Linked DNA regions of Columba livia: region 1 is linked to region 2. A link is a contact called in public Hi-C data. All regions are on one chromosome and are shown on one strand. Each heading gives the region's core, a stretch centred on a gene start, on an enhancer-like site or on the middle of the called end of the contact. The rest is flanking DNA. Distances are from core to core; before and after follow the strand shown.

The links. A called contact is a pair of places that touch in the nucleus more often than the background predicts.
Region 1: a Hi-C map of liver shows a contact between it and region 2, with 4 times the contacts expected there. The contact joins the enhancer-like site here to the promoter of GOLGA5 in region 2. A contact is called at or near these places in 2 of 2 Hi-C or Micro-C datasets (crop and liver).

What each region holds. Positions count from the first base shown.
Region 1 is chr5:17,467,147-17,473,917 of bColLiv1.pat.W.v2, reverse strand. RIN3 (Ras and Rab interactor 3) reads left to right here. Exons shown (of 9, transcript XM_065063632.1): 9 at 176-1,463. The coding sequence ends at 484. Among named protein-coding and RNA genes, the nearest start is that of LGMN, 29 kb to the right of the region's middle. Within about 2 kb of position 4,472, at least 1 of the 3 cell types and tissues checked has an H3K27ac peak away from gene starts, as active enhancers do.
Region 2 is chr5:17,426,379-17,432,561 of bColLiv1.pat.W.v2, reverse strand. GOLGA5 (golgin A5) reads left to right here and starts at 4,778. Exons shown (of 13, transcript XM_005506135.3): 1 at 4,778-5,001; 2 at 5,953-6,183. The coding sequence starts at 6,004.

The sequences.
Region 1 (6,771 bases), core at 3,223-5,722, 42 kb before region 2:
TGATTCAGAACTTGTTCATCAGAGGGGAGAAAGGACAGAATAACTGGGGCATTGGAGGATATTTGGGAGCGTTTAGGAGCTCTAAGCAGTTACAGCTTTGGGGCTGAATTCTCCCTCTTTTGGTCCTAAGCTACTGTGTTAACTATAAGAGATGTTAACTCATGTTTCTCTTCAGGATTTCATCTCTATCTCTTTTCTGGAAATTGGTGCTCAGTCAAGGACACTTGCTTCCCGAAATGACACCACGGCTGAGCAGCTGAGCCAACTGTGTGCTGAAAAGTTTGAAGTCTCCCATCCCAAGGACTATAGACTCTTTGTTTATGTTGATGACCAGTGGCTGCAGCTGGACAAAAATGCCCTTCCTCACCATATCAAAGCCTCCCTGCTAAAGAGTGAAACCAAGAAAGATTTCCATTTTATTTATAAACCAATAGACCACAGAACCGCACCAGTTCCAATTGTCAAAGAGTTAAACTTTCCCTAAGGGCCATGCTACTCCTCTCTTGTGTTTGCTGTCATCCTGGAAGTGCTGGATAGTTTATCACGTGAGATCCTCTGGTATTTGCAGACCTCAGAAGGTCTCCAGAGTGTGGCCTTCGGCACAGGGCAGATGTGCTAATTGTAGATGCTGTCTGAATACAGGGTATTTCTCAGCAGAGTTCATCTGCAGAAATAGAAGGAGCATTCAGGAGAACATTCACCCTCTGGAAAACTTGAAGTATCAAACCTCAGAACCTCTGGCTGGCAACCAGCTGATGTCGCAGAATGTAAATGGACAGTGGGAAAAATCCAGAGATCTTGTGGAAAAGTGGACATTTACTCCATAACAAATTACAGCAGGTGTGCAGCAACTCTGTGCACAAGGCCTGTGAAAGGTCTGCACACACCTCAATGCTGTCTGGAGGTAAGACTGTGTTTACACATTATCTGTTCACCCAGTTGGTATAAACTGAGTCTTGTCTGATGTACTCAGTGGCAGAGGGTTGCCCTGCTAGCAGAACTCCATCTCTGCTTTACTGTCTACAACATGTCATTGCCTTTGAAATCCTTGTAGTTACAGACCTTACAAGATGTTCCTGTACATTCACTAAGAACATGTTTTCTCTCTTCTGTTTGCCACTGAAATCGGCATTTTCATCAATGTATTTTTCTTACAGATTCAAAGTCTTAACCATCTGTTTTACATGTACAGCAGTTTTAATCACATTGGTTGTATGATAGTGTCTGGTAAAATGTATATTTATTTCCATGTGTGATATGGTGCAATTATTTTAAAATAAGTGTTTGTAAAGAACTTAATTATTTGCCCAGTGTAGCAAACAAGATTAAAATTTGAAAGTAAAAAAAAGGGCTGGAATTAAATACCTGTCCCTTTTCACCTTGATGTCATTTTCTCTATTTTTTTCATATCTCCAGGTTCCACCAGGTTATTAATTTAATAAATTGCAGACAGAACTTGCTAATTCTCCTTTCTACCTATGCTTTCAGTCATTCAGTCATTGCAGACTTAAATTTCCCTGCAAACCTAAATTCCTACAGAATAAACTGAACCAATAAAAAAATGCATTTAATGAAATTTGAAAACAGTTTTTCAGGATTGGATAATGAAGAAGCAGGAGCTTTAACTGAAGACAGATCCATGTCTTCTGGGTGCCTTGATTCTGGCAAAATTCCCACTGCCAACACAGATACTGGATTGTCTGTATGCAGGATGCAAGTAACCTCCACTGCAGCTACACAAACATGGGATGAGGCCTAGCAAAGATCTGATTAGAAAGAAAGAATGTTTTACTGTGGTTTTGCTCAAAGCTGCTGTTGCTTCTTCTCATCAACATTCAAAAAAGAATGCTGGGCCAAGCTGACCAAGGTTCCTGTCTTACTCATGAACCTCCAAAGGTAAAATGGTATCACATGTAGCTGGTCACTCTTGCAGTTTCAGGGGCTTGAAATGCCCGTGTCTATGTGCCCCAGCTGGAGTGCACTGGCCAGATCTGCACACAGACAGTGAGCCAGTGCTGTGCATCTGCCAGCTCGGGCTGTGTGCACGTCTTGTCAGGAAGGGACAACCAAGAATGAGGAACAGTGAATAACAGCAGTCTTGATTTCGAGGTCGTCATGTGCAGATCTTGCAGCATGTGACACCAGGACTGAGCTGACTCCAAATCCATGGTTATTTCTGCTCCTGTGCAGCTGTCGGCACCTCCACCTTGCCCCTGGGCAGCACACCCGCAGCATGCCGGAGCTGAACCCTCCCTTGTGCTGCCATTAGCCTCTTGCAGGGCAGTGTGCTCCTGCTGGGAGCCTGTGCTGCTCTCAGGGTGGCACTTGGGGTGCTGTGACCAAACTTGAGATACAGGTTTCCAGTAGCGATCTGGAGAAGGAGATGCTGCTCTCAGGGCCCTGAGGGCCCTCACAGCCATTGCTGCCTCCAGTCTCTCCCCAGGACCACACAGCACACAGCCCAGGACCCCATGTCAGCCTTCCAGGGCTGTCAGCCCCTGCTCTGGTGATGCTGAGCAGGGCAGGCTCCAGCTCCAGCCCTGCCCTGCCTGGCCTCAGCCTGCTCCCATCCCCAGGGATGCCCAGGACTGGGGCTGCCCCTGGTGCCCCTGCTGTCTGCTCCTGGCTGTAGCAGTGGGACAGGCACCCAGGGAGCCCCCATGGCCATAGGAGCTGCCAGACTTGCTTACCCAACACTGGCTTCCCCTGCCCATGCTGCAGGCTATGGCAAGGATGTCAGCTCTCACCCTTCTGCTGCCCTGCCCTGGGTGGCAGGCCCTCACCTGCACATGTACAGGGTCCCCTGGGCACACTGGCTGTGAGGCAACATGTCCCCACCCTGCTTGGCTCCTCTGACCACCACCTGCATGCTGAATGAGCTCATGGCAGTTTCCTCCTGGGGCGGAAGCACTGCCGGTAAATCCCTGACACACCCCACAGAGAGGCCAGTTGTCCCATTTCCATCACAGGCATAATCACTGGTGTCCATGTGTCCTGAGGGCTGGCCTGCTCCATGTTGGTCATACCAAGGATGATCTCGGCTGTCACCCTTGGGGCTGTGATAGCAGGAGGGTCCAATCTCTGGGCAGCATCACTTAGGAACCTTCTTTTTTTCTCAGGCCTACTCCCACACACATACTCTCCAAAGTCTCCATTTTTGCACCCACTCTCCCAAAGGAGACATCCCCCCTGCCTTGCACCTCTCTTCCCCACCCAAACGAGGGCCCAGACTAGCTCTCTGGCCCACCTCCCACCAGCCTCCTCACCACCTTGGTAGGGCTCCAAGCCAGGTACTTCCCTTGGCTCCCACCACCTGTGCCCAGGTATCACACTGCACGGGGTCCATGTACAGTGGGACTGGGGTTCCCAACGCCAGACCTAGAGTTGTGGTATGTTTGACCAGCAGCTTAGATCTGCTGTGCTTGCTGTAAATTATTTTAATCCCCAAGAACAAAGATGTATATGTCTGCCAAAGTCCTTGGCCTCATCAGGTTATCTTTATGCTTTAACAGTCACAGTTAATGAGCCTAAAGTAATCTGATGGGGATGAGGCTAAAGTAGAAACATGCAAGGAAGGAAGCTGGGACTGATCTTCTGCTGGATATTTCCAGAGAGCAACCAGACTTTGTAGTGGCCAGGGTCAAGCAACAAATTGATAAAGTGAAGCGCTCCAGCATCTCACAGTGTCCTGGGACACCTGAGTCAGCAGCTGGACCTTGGGGCAAGGGGAAACCACGGATTATACTGCTGGTCACTGGAGCCCATGAAAACCGTGACAGTGGTAAATCACTGCATTCCAAATGTGCTCAGACTAAAATTTACCACAGCCTAGTCCCAAAATCAGACCTGCAGATCCCAGTTTTCAAAATGCAAGGAGTGCCAGCTGAATTTCTGTGGGCTTTTACATAGGCTCTCAAATTGCACATGCAACATGCTCTTCTGGCATAACAACTGCAAAGCTCTGATTTGATTTGCAAAGGTTGTCGTGGCTCTCCTGAATTCAGAGGTGATTGACAGTGATGTGAGTTACTGTGCCTGCCTGAGAGCTGCCTGGAGGGAAATCCCTGAGCTGGGAGTTGGTGCAGAGCAGGGCTTGCTCAGAGGCTGTGGGGCACCTGGCCTGTTTGGTGACATTATATAATTCGCCAGCAACAACTTTGCCAAACATTCATCTCTGGGGTATAGGGGTGACCCGGCTCCTCCAGGGCCCAACCACAGCTGTCCTTTGTCAGGGAATGCAAGCCCGGAGGTGACCAGGACAATGGGATCCTGGAGGACCCAGGACAGAGACGGCTGCTGCCTCTCCAAGCTCACAGCTCAGCAGTGGGACTGAGGCTCTGCCAGAGTGAGGCTCTCTGTCATGGAGAAACAGCCTGTCTGGAACAAACGTGATGCTGTTTTGGTGTCCCTGGTAAAGCTCTGGGTGCCCAGTGTGGAGGCTGTTGGAGTCGTTCAGCATGTCCCTCTGTCCGGAGCCTGGTGCTCAGGATCTTGCACTGTTTTAGCTGGTATCTGACATTTCAAGTGGTGGAGGGAAAAAAAAGGCAAATGTGTGAGTGAAATGGGTGTTTTTAAATTATCCATGGGGTTTTATTAATTTGCTTTGCCATGGGGTTTCCTCATGCTGCAGCCAGGCAAGGAGGAAGCAGTCCAGTCTGGTGATCCATGGCCTCCCTGGGTTAGTCAAGATGTTCGGGCCGTGACTCATGCTCTGGACCTCACATGAGCCATCAGCAGACAAGAATGTTTCAGAAAACTTTGACCAAGTACTGTTGTGCAATCCAGTCAAGGCCTCCTCAAACACTTGTTTTTACAGAATTGTTGTGCAACAATCACTCAAGGAAAGGATCCCAGCATGAGAGAGAGCGAGAAGAAGAGTGAGACCTGCTGAGCCCAGCAACTTCTGCAAATTAAAACCAAGAAGCCCAAGTGGCCACTTCATACACAGAGGTGGTTTAATGCCACTTTGCACCCAGTGATACAATCTGTCAATAATTCACCGCAATAATTACACCAGCAGGTCACGTATGACCTCCATGGAAATCAAAGGCAGTTTTCCTACTGAATTCAAGAATGTTGGGCATCATGCATGACTCGCCAACTGTACTTTGAAACCCAGCACAAGACTGTTTTTTTTCCACAGGCTTGTGGAGTGATTGAGGCTGGCAGGGCCCCCTGGAGGTCTCCAATCCAAGCCCCGCTCAAGTGGTGCTGCCTCCCACGTTTGCTCAGGGCCTCATCCTTCCAGTGCTGCAGGTCTGCAGGGCTGGGGATCACGCAGCCTCACTGGGGCTCTGTTCCAGCATTTCAGTCCCTCCCACTGTGAAAAATGTTTTCCTCCTGTCCAGTTGGTACGAAGGCCCTGCCTGTCACACCAGAGTCCTGCCTAGGATGGGTGTTGCTGCTGCAGAACACCAGCCAGCCCTGCCCATGGTACATGGAACTACGGAGTTGAAATATTGCTGTTGTCTCCTGCCTCTTTTGGGTTATCGTGTCCCAAGGAAGGAAGCAGCCTCTGATTCAGAATTGCCTGAGCTCTTGGTATGAAATGCTGCTTAGTCAGGACTTTAGCTTAAGGGCCCTTCCCCTCTGCTGCTGCTCCATGGCTTTTCTCACAGGGCAGAGACTGAGCCCAGGAATGAGAATCCTTCAGCCTTCTGCCCTGCAACAGGCACAGCTGCTCAGCACTTACCTTAAGCTGTGAGAGAGGATGCAACTTCGTTTGGACAGAGCTAAAATACTATTACCTACTGGAATCTCGAAAAAAGTGCATGATCTCCAACTCCAGGTGATCTGCCTTCTGTTTTTTTGCTAGTAAAGAAGGGAAGGCAGTCACATGCACTCTGAACTAAACTGTGTCCATGTAAATTTGCATTATATAGAACTAGTCAGCATACAGTATACTATGGAGGCCCATCATGCCTTCCAGATCCTCTCAAAGGAAAGGCAGTGAACAGCAGGATGTTGGGGAGAAACACATGGCAGATTTGGCACAGAACAGCTGGGAAAAGGGCGTTGGACTCTGTTCCTAGCGATGAGGAGGAGGAGGCCAGGAAGACCTGGCTGGTGCAGATGGCACTTGTCCCAGGAATCACGAGTATATACAACTATTCTGCTCAGGAAAAGTTTTTGTAAATAACACAGCCTCAACTTTGCCCTGTTCTGCCTGGTGATGACAATTTGCTGGGAACCTGACAGTTTTCCATATTTTGCAGAAGTCATTCCTGCACTCCAGCATTCTAGGAAAGGCAGCCCGAGCAGCCGTGTGACTGCGGGAAGGGCGAGGGTGTCTGCACTTGCCCAATACCCCACAGGGTACTCTGGCGTAAGACTGACCTTGCACAATTCTAGAATGATTTTCTCACCAGGTTCTATTCCCATCTCAAAATAAACAGCCTGCCATGCAGGCACTAAGCCTGTGTGATGCTATTTGGAGGCCTTAAAACAAATGTATTGATCAATGCAGATGAAGGTGATTCGTATTTTTTCTCCTATGGGGCTGCTCCCTGAGTGACTGCAGAGGAAATGGGGCTCTGGGTACAAACTGGAAATTCAATAGCACATAAATGCTTTTATTGCGGGGTGCGGGTAAGAACCTGCTGCATCTCAGAAGGCATTGTGGCTGCAGTGACACCTTCAGCAGATGCATCTCTTCCATTTCAGCACATCTCTGAGGGAAGGGGTAACATTGCCATGGGCAGCATTTCAGATGGTGAAGCACTGGAAACCAGTCTTACAGGAGGAAAATGGGCAGAACAAAGTCCCACTCTC
Region 2 (6,183 bases), core at 3,529-6,028:
GGAACCTGTGAAGTTTTCAGTGGTAGTTAATGAAACTGTATGTCCCTTGTGAGAGAACTGAATATTCTTACCCATCACTCAGCCTAGCAGTTGCAGGATGCTTGGGAGCAGCTGCCGATACAGCAGACATAGGGGACGTTATAAATAGGTCACTGAAACACAAAGCAGGTTCTCTTTCCTTCTTCTTTCTTCCCTGACACTCTGCAAATCCTTGCAACCTGAGAACATCAATTATTGGAATAAAAATAAAGACCTCAAAGAAGCACCAAGAGATATCACTACTCTAGATTTCTCTGTGTTATCTGTATCCTCTCTGTAAAGCACAGAGATAATCTAGGGCATTGGCTTTGGCCCTTCTTGTTTCTTTCCAATATTGGGAATAGATCTGTTCATGTTACTTTTGTCTTCAATGATCTAATACTTCAAACATTCACAGTCACATGTGAATCTTCCACTGAGGTGATTTGTGATGTGTTTCGAAGACCTAACAAGTAGAATAAAACTAGAATTGATTTGTAATTAATACAATATCTTAAAAACCCCTCCTCTTTTTTATTGACTTACATGAAAATTAATTGTGCCATTGCGTGTTGAAATTTAAACAGATGCTACTATAACACTTAAAAACAATCTGCCATATACTACAAATTCCTTTAGCTCCAGGATGTTATGATTAACTTGAGTAGCCTAGATGAGCTCCCCATCCCACACTGGTGGCATGGGTTGTTAGGGTTTTAAATATTTCATGAAAAGAAGATACTCTACTTTTTCTTTTTTTTTTTTTTTACTTCTGTGGAGTCCTGAACTCTTTTTTTTCTTGGTGTCTGAGAAGATGTTTTAGTTGAAACAATGATTATGTGCAGCTAAGTCACATGATAAAGAAGTTGGTTGGAATTCATTTGGTTTATTATTGCCAATATGCTGCTTAATGTGTCATGAGACAGGATGGATTTTCTATTAACTCATGCCAGTACTAGCACTGCATGTTCTGAACAGGCAATAGGGCTGATGTCTCCTCCCGAGGTTTAAGTCCTAATAAGGCCCAACATTAATTGATAATTCATATCTGCAGACAAATGTTCTGGAGCCTTTGTCCTACACAGGAAGAGGATTACCATGATAAGATGTACGGAGGCTACTTGATAACAACATTCAGTGTACCTGTGAATTTAACCACAGAATACTTGTAAGACGTGATATGACAAGATGCCATCTAGAGCTCTGGGGATATGTGGATGTGTGCCACCAACCATGCATTCAGCATTATAATCAGAAACTCAGGAGAACAGGTCCTCGGCAGAGAAGGATCTGAAGTGGCAGGAGCTGTAAGTGTTGTCTTCATTCATTCTTACTGGTACCACAGGCATGAGTAGAAGTTCTTCATGGAGAAAGGAGAGCAGTTAGTTGCAATATGTTTGTATAGAAGATTGTTTGAGGAAACAAATGGAGGGATTGCAAGGAAAGAAAGAACAACAACAAAATACCCTAACCTAATATTAAGTACACTTAATAGCCATTCTTACTTAGTATTTCCAGAAGAGAGATAACAGCTTGAAAGCGTTCAAGTACTGCAGGTTTGTGAAACTGAGTCACAGATGATGAGAGGGGAAGAGGTTACAGTCACAAGTATGGGGACATCCACAAACTGGGAGTCCCTCTAAACTGTTCTGGCTGAGTGTCTTCACTCAGGCACACCATTTGAGAGTCTAAATATTAAAATGTATATGGACAAGAATGCGAGAGGGACCTTGAGCTCCCACATATAAATCTGACATCAACCAAAAGTTTTTGACTTGACACAGTGACTGAAAATTACTGAAAATACTATCTCTAAGTTAGACTTACTTGTTAAGAGTAAGGAAATGTGAAGTCCTTTTTGTAAGGGGAATTTGCCATATTATACATTTGCTTTTAGGACTGAAGCAATTGTGAAATAAGATCCATTCTTATTCTTTTGTATGTGACATGAGCCGTTTTCCTGAAACTATCTCTTCCAACATTTGTGTTAGCTGACCTGTCAGTTAACTGAAGCTGCGAGATAGCTTTCCACAAAAAGTTTTGGTTTTCTTCTTCTTCTTCACTCACCATCAGGTGCTTGATATGCAAAACAGATGTCTGCGGCTCCACTTCCCCTTTCAGCTAATGATTACAGTAACTTCAAGACAGATGAAACAACATCACAGGAGAAGTGTTCTTTTCTTCTTGCCCTACTATTAAAACTGTTCTGAAATTAGGTAAGTTACTTGCTGTTTATTTCAACTCCATACACACACATGCGATAGTACATCTCCTCTTTATCTGTCAGAAAAAACAATCCTTCCTTCTGAATGTTCCTTTTGTATAATTAATGATGATAAATATTCATAAGTATCACTCACTGTTGGAACAGTATTTTATTCCTTGTAGGACACTAGAACTTTTCACATAACAAAAGTAAGTTTTAAAGTCTTTTTTTATTCTTAGAGTGGAGGCAAAACTTGCCCAATAGTGCAAATCTATCCAAAAAGAGTGCTGAGCACAATCTTTTTTTTCTTTTTTGTCACGCAAACCTCTAAATCATGGGACTTTGTAAAAGGAAATGGGCCACTTGAACTGGTGTGGTAGATGCACTGGACACACAACAATTGGTCATCAGGAAATGGCCTCAGAAAATCCTGAGCATTTTTGTGGAAGGGAAACTGAAAACTGAGAAAATTGTGTCTTTAGAGCTTGGATTATTTCTTTACTAGTCCCAGGATATTCTCTTATAAAGGACTCCCTAAGGACATGGGAAGCCCTTGTGTTAACCTCAACTAATGTCTCTTCTAAGACTAACCATGATACCTTATGTGAACTTAATCTGAAAAAAATGTTAAGACATCCTCAACGTATTTAACTGTTACCCAAGTAAGAGTTGCCTTTGCTTGCACAGCACCTTTCAAGTATTTTCAGCAGACACAAGGCGATATTAGTGTTATCATACAGGACAAACGATGGGAAGGACTGTTGCAACAGGATAAGGGTGAGCCTGGACACTAAAGCTTCTGATAAAATATTTTTGAACCCAGGAGGTTAAAAGGACACCTTTCGTTATTTATATTTGTTTTGTGAGGGAGGGTGGGGGGGTCATATCTGGGTCCCCGTGTTACTTGGTACATTACAGTTGTCCTTGAAGATCAGGAGGTTATTCCCTCCACATTTTCCCCGAGTTGTGGAGAACAGAACATGAATGTAAGGAGCCATTGAGGGAGGAATGTTGTTTTTACAAAACTGGGAACCTGGTGCCTGACCCCAGCTGTTGGCAAGGACCGAGAGACATCAGACTATGAATCCTTAATGTAAAACAAAGCCTCTTTGAACTAATCCTGGAATGCAAACTGATTACTGTATTTAAAAAGCTAAGCTAGAGGGAAAGGTAACCAAAGAGCCAGGAATCCATATTTTAAATCAATCAATAAGGGGAGAGGTTGTTAGAATTAGATGAATGAGACAGGTAAACTGAGGCAGGCATTGGGTAGTCTTTAAACCCTGGATTACCAGCTAATGGGGAACAGGGGAGGGAATTTGCAGCCGGGATTTGGGGGTAATATAAGCAGGGGCTTTTTGCCCTATTCCATGTGCCTACCATTAGGTAGAACACCCAGTCTTGCAAAATCGTTAATTAAATATGCTTTGCTGAGAGATCCTGTCTGGGCCTATTATATAGGCAAGGTAATAATTTCCTACAACAAATGCCCCATGTAGTTTCTTCTGGTCAAAACTCCTGTCATTTATTGGCAATATCAAGGCTGAGGTGTTTGAAAAGGCCAAAGTTCACCCTGCAGAAGTCCAGTGTCCTTGTGGCCAAAACGGCCAACGGCATCCTAGGGTTTATTAGAAGGGGGGTGGTTAGTAGGTCGAGAGAGGTTCTCCTTCTCCTCTACTCTGCCCTGGTGAGACCACACCTGGAATATTGTGTCCAGTTCTGGGCCCCTCAGTTCCACAAGGACAGGGAACTGCTGGAGAGAGTCCAGCGTAGGGCAACGAAGATGATGAAGGGAGTGGAGCATCTCCATTATGAGGAAAGGCTGAGAGAGCTGGGGCTCTTTAGCTTGGAGAAGAGGAGACTGAGGGGTGACCTTATTAATGTTTACAAATATATAAAGGGTGAGTGTCAGGAGGATGGAGCCAGGCTCTTCTTGGTGACAACCAATGGTAGGACAAGGGACAGTGGGTACAAACTGGAACACAGGAGGTTCTGCTTAAATATGAGAAGAAACTTCTTCTCAGTAAGGGTATCAAAGCACTGGAACAGGCTGCCCAGGGGGGTTGTGGAGTCTCCTACTCTGGAGACATTCAAAACCTGCCTGGACACCTTCCTGTGTAACCTCATCTAGGTGTTCCTGCTCTGGCAGGGGGATTGGACTAGATGATCTGTCGAGGTCCCTTCCAATCCCTAACATTCTGCGATTCTGTGTTTTGTTTTATTTTTTTTTTTTTCCACTAAGTCTGTACGACTGTCTGATATCCCGACCTGGAGAAGAACGAACAAGAAGAGCTTCCCGCCCCTGGAGCAGGCGAGGGGCACTCTGTGAAGGCGAAGACCCGTCTCTCTGAGGCGCTGGAGCTCCTCCTGCCACCACAAGCCAGAAGTGCAGGGACGTGGGGACCGCCAACCCTTGAAAGGCGTTTACCGACCGCTTCCCCTCCTCCAGCCTCAGCCCCGCCTCCTTCAGACTCAACCCCGCCCCCTTCAGACTCCGCCCCGCCCCTCCCACCGGGGCGGGGGGCGTGACCGTTCGGCCCCGCCCCCGCCCGGTGGGAGGGTCGGGGCTGACGCCCAGTGCCACCTCACGCAACACCCGCCGCCTCCTGCGCATGCGCGCCGTGTCCCGGAAGTCGGCCACGTCTGCCGGAAGATGGGGCTGCACAGCCGAGGTCGGTGTGGGGCCTCGTAGGGATTGCTGCTGCCTGGCTCCCCCGTCCCTTTGACCCGCCTCACGGTTCCTCTCGGGCCGGGAGGGGCTCCCGCGCTGGGAGGAGGTGAGGTTTGGTTGTGCTGAAGCCTCTGCCGGTCCTGAGGGCCGCCGGGTGGGGGCGGGGGGTGGTACCGGGACAGGTGGAACCGGGACGGTTGGCTGTGGTGAGGGGGGAGGGGAGCGCAGGTGGAGGCCCGCACCGGTCCCCTGTGTTGGTGTCACAGGAGGGGCAGCAGTCTGCCAAGTTTGCCGTGTGGGAAGTTCCTCTGTCTGATACGGAATACGAATCTGCAGGCCAAACATCTTAGGCTTTGTTGTTATCTGTTCCTGTAATAAGCATCTGTCTGCTTTTTGAGGAGACCTCATTGCGGCTACAGCTTCCGCACAAGGGGAGGAGGAGGGGCAGGCACCGAACTCTTCTCTTTAGCGACCAGTGACAGAACTCAAGGCAATGGCAGGAAGATGTGACAGGAGAGGTTCAGGTTGGACATTAGGAAAAGGTTCTTCACCCAGAGGGTGGTGGAGCACTGGAACAGGCTCCCCAGAGAGGTGTCACAGCCCCAAGCCTGACAGTGTTCAAGAAGAGACTGGACAACACCCTCAGACACATGGTGTGAACTGTGGGGTTGTCATATGCCGGGACAGGAGTTGGACTCAATGATCCTTGTGGTCCCTTCCAACTCAGGACGTTCTATGATTCCTCCTCCAACTGAGTTTGGTTTTGTCAGGTTTAAGGTGACTTTATTTTTTATTATTCTCTCAGATTGGCTAGCAGACTGGACACTCAGTAGCAGGTGCTGATGCCAGAAGCAGAGATGGTGGCCTGATTGCTCAGCCTTGTTTTTGTCTCGTTTCCTGAGAAACTGATTTGATTTATTTCCGCCAGTTACTAAAACAATGAAAATATTAAAGTAATTACAACAGTAATAGCTTAACACAACAGTTGTTTAGGTAACCCATACATCTTGCCTTATCAACACCAGTCTGATTTGTAATCATTCTATGTCTTTTGCAGCATATGTTCCTGAAATATTAATTTTGTAGAGTTTATCGACAGACATCCATCATGTCTTGGCTTGCTGATCTTGCTGGAAAGGCAGAAGATCTACTCAACAGAGTTGATCAAGGAGCTGCATCCGCTCTGAGCAAAAAAGACACAGCAAGCAGTGCAGTTTATGATAATAAGAAGAATTTGGACTCTGTCAATGAATATTCTGAATTGCACCAGCATACTGGAGAACTGAAA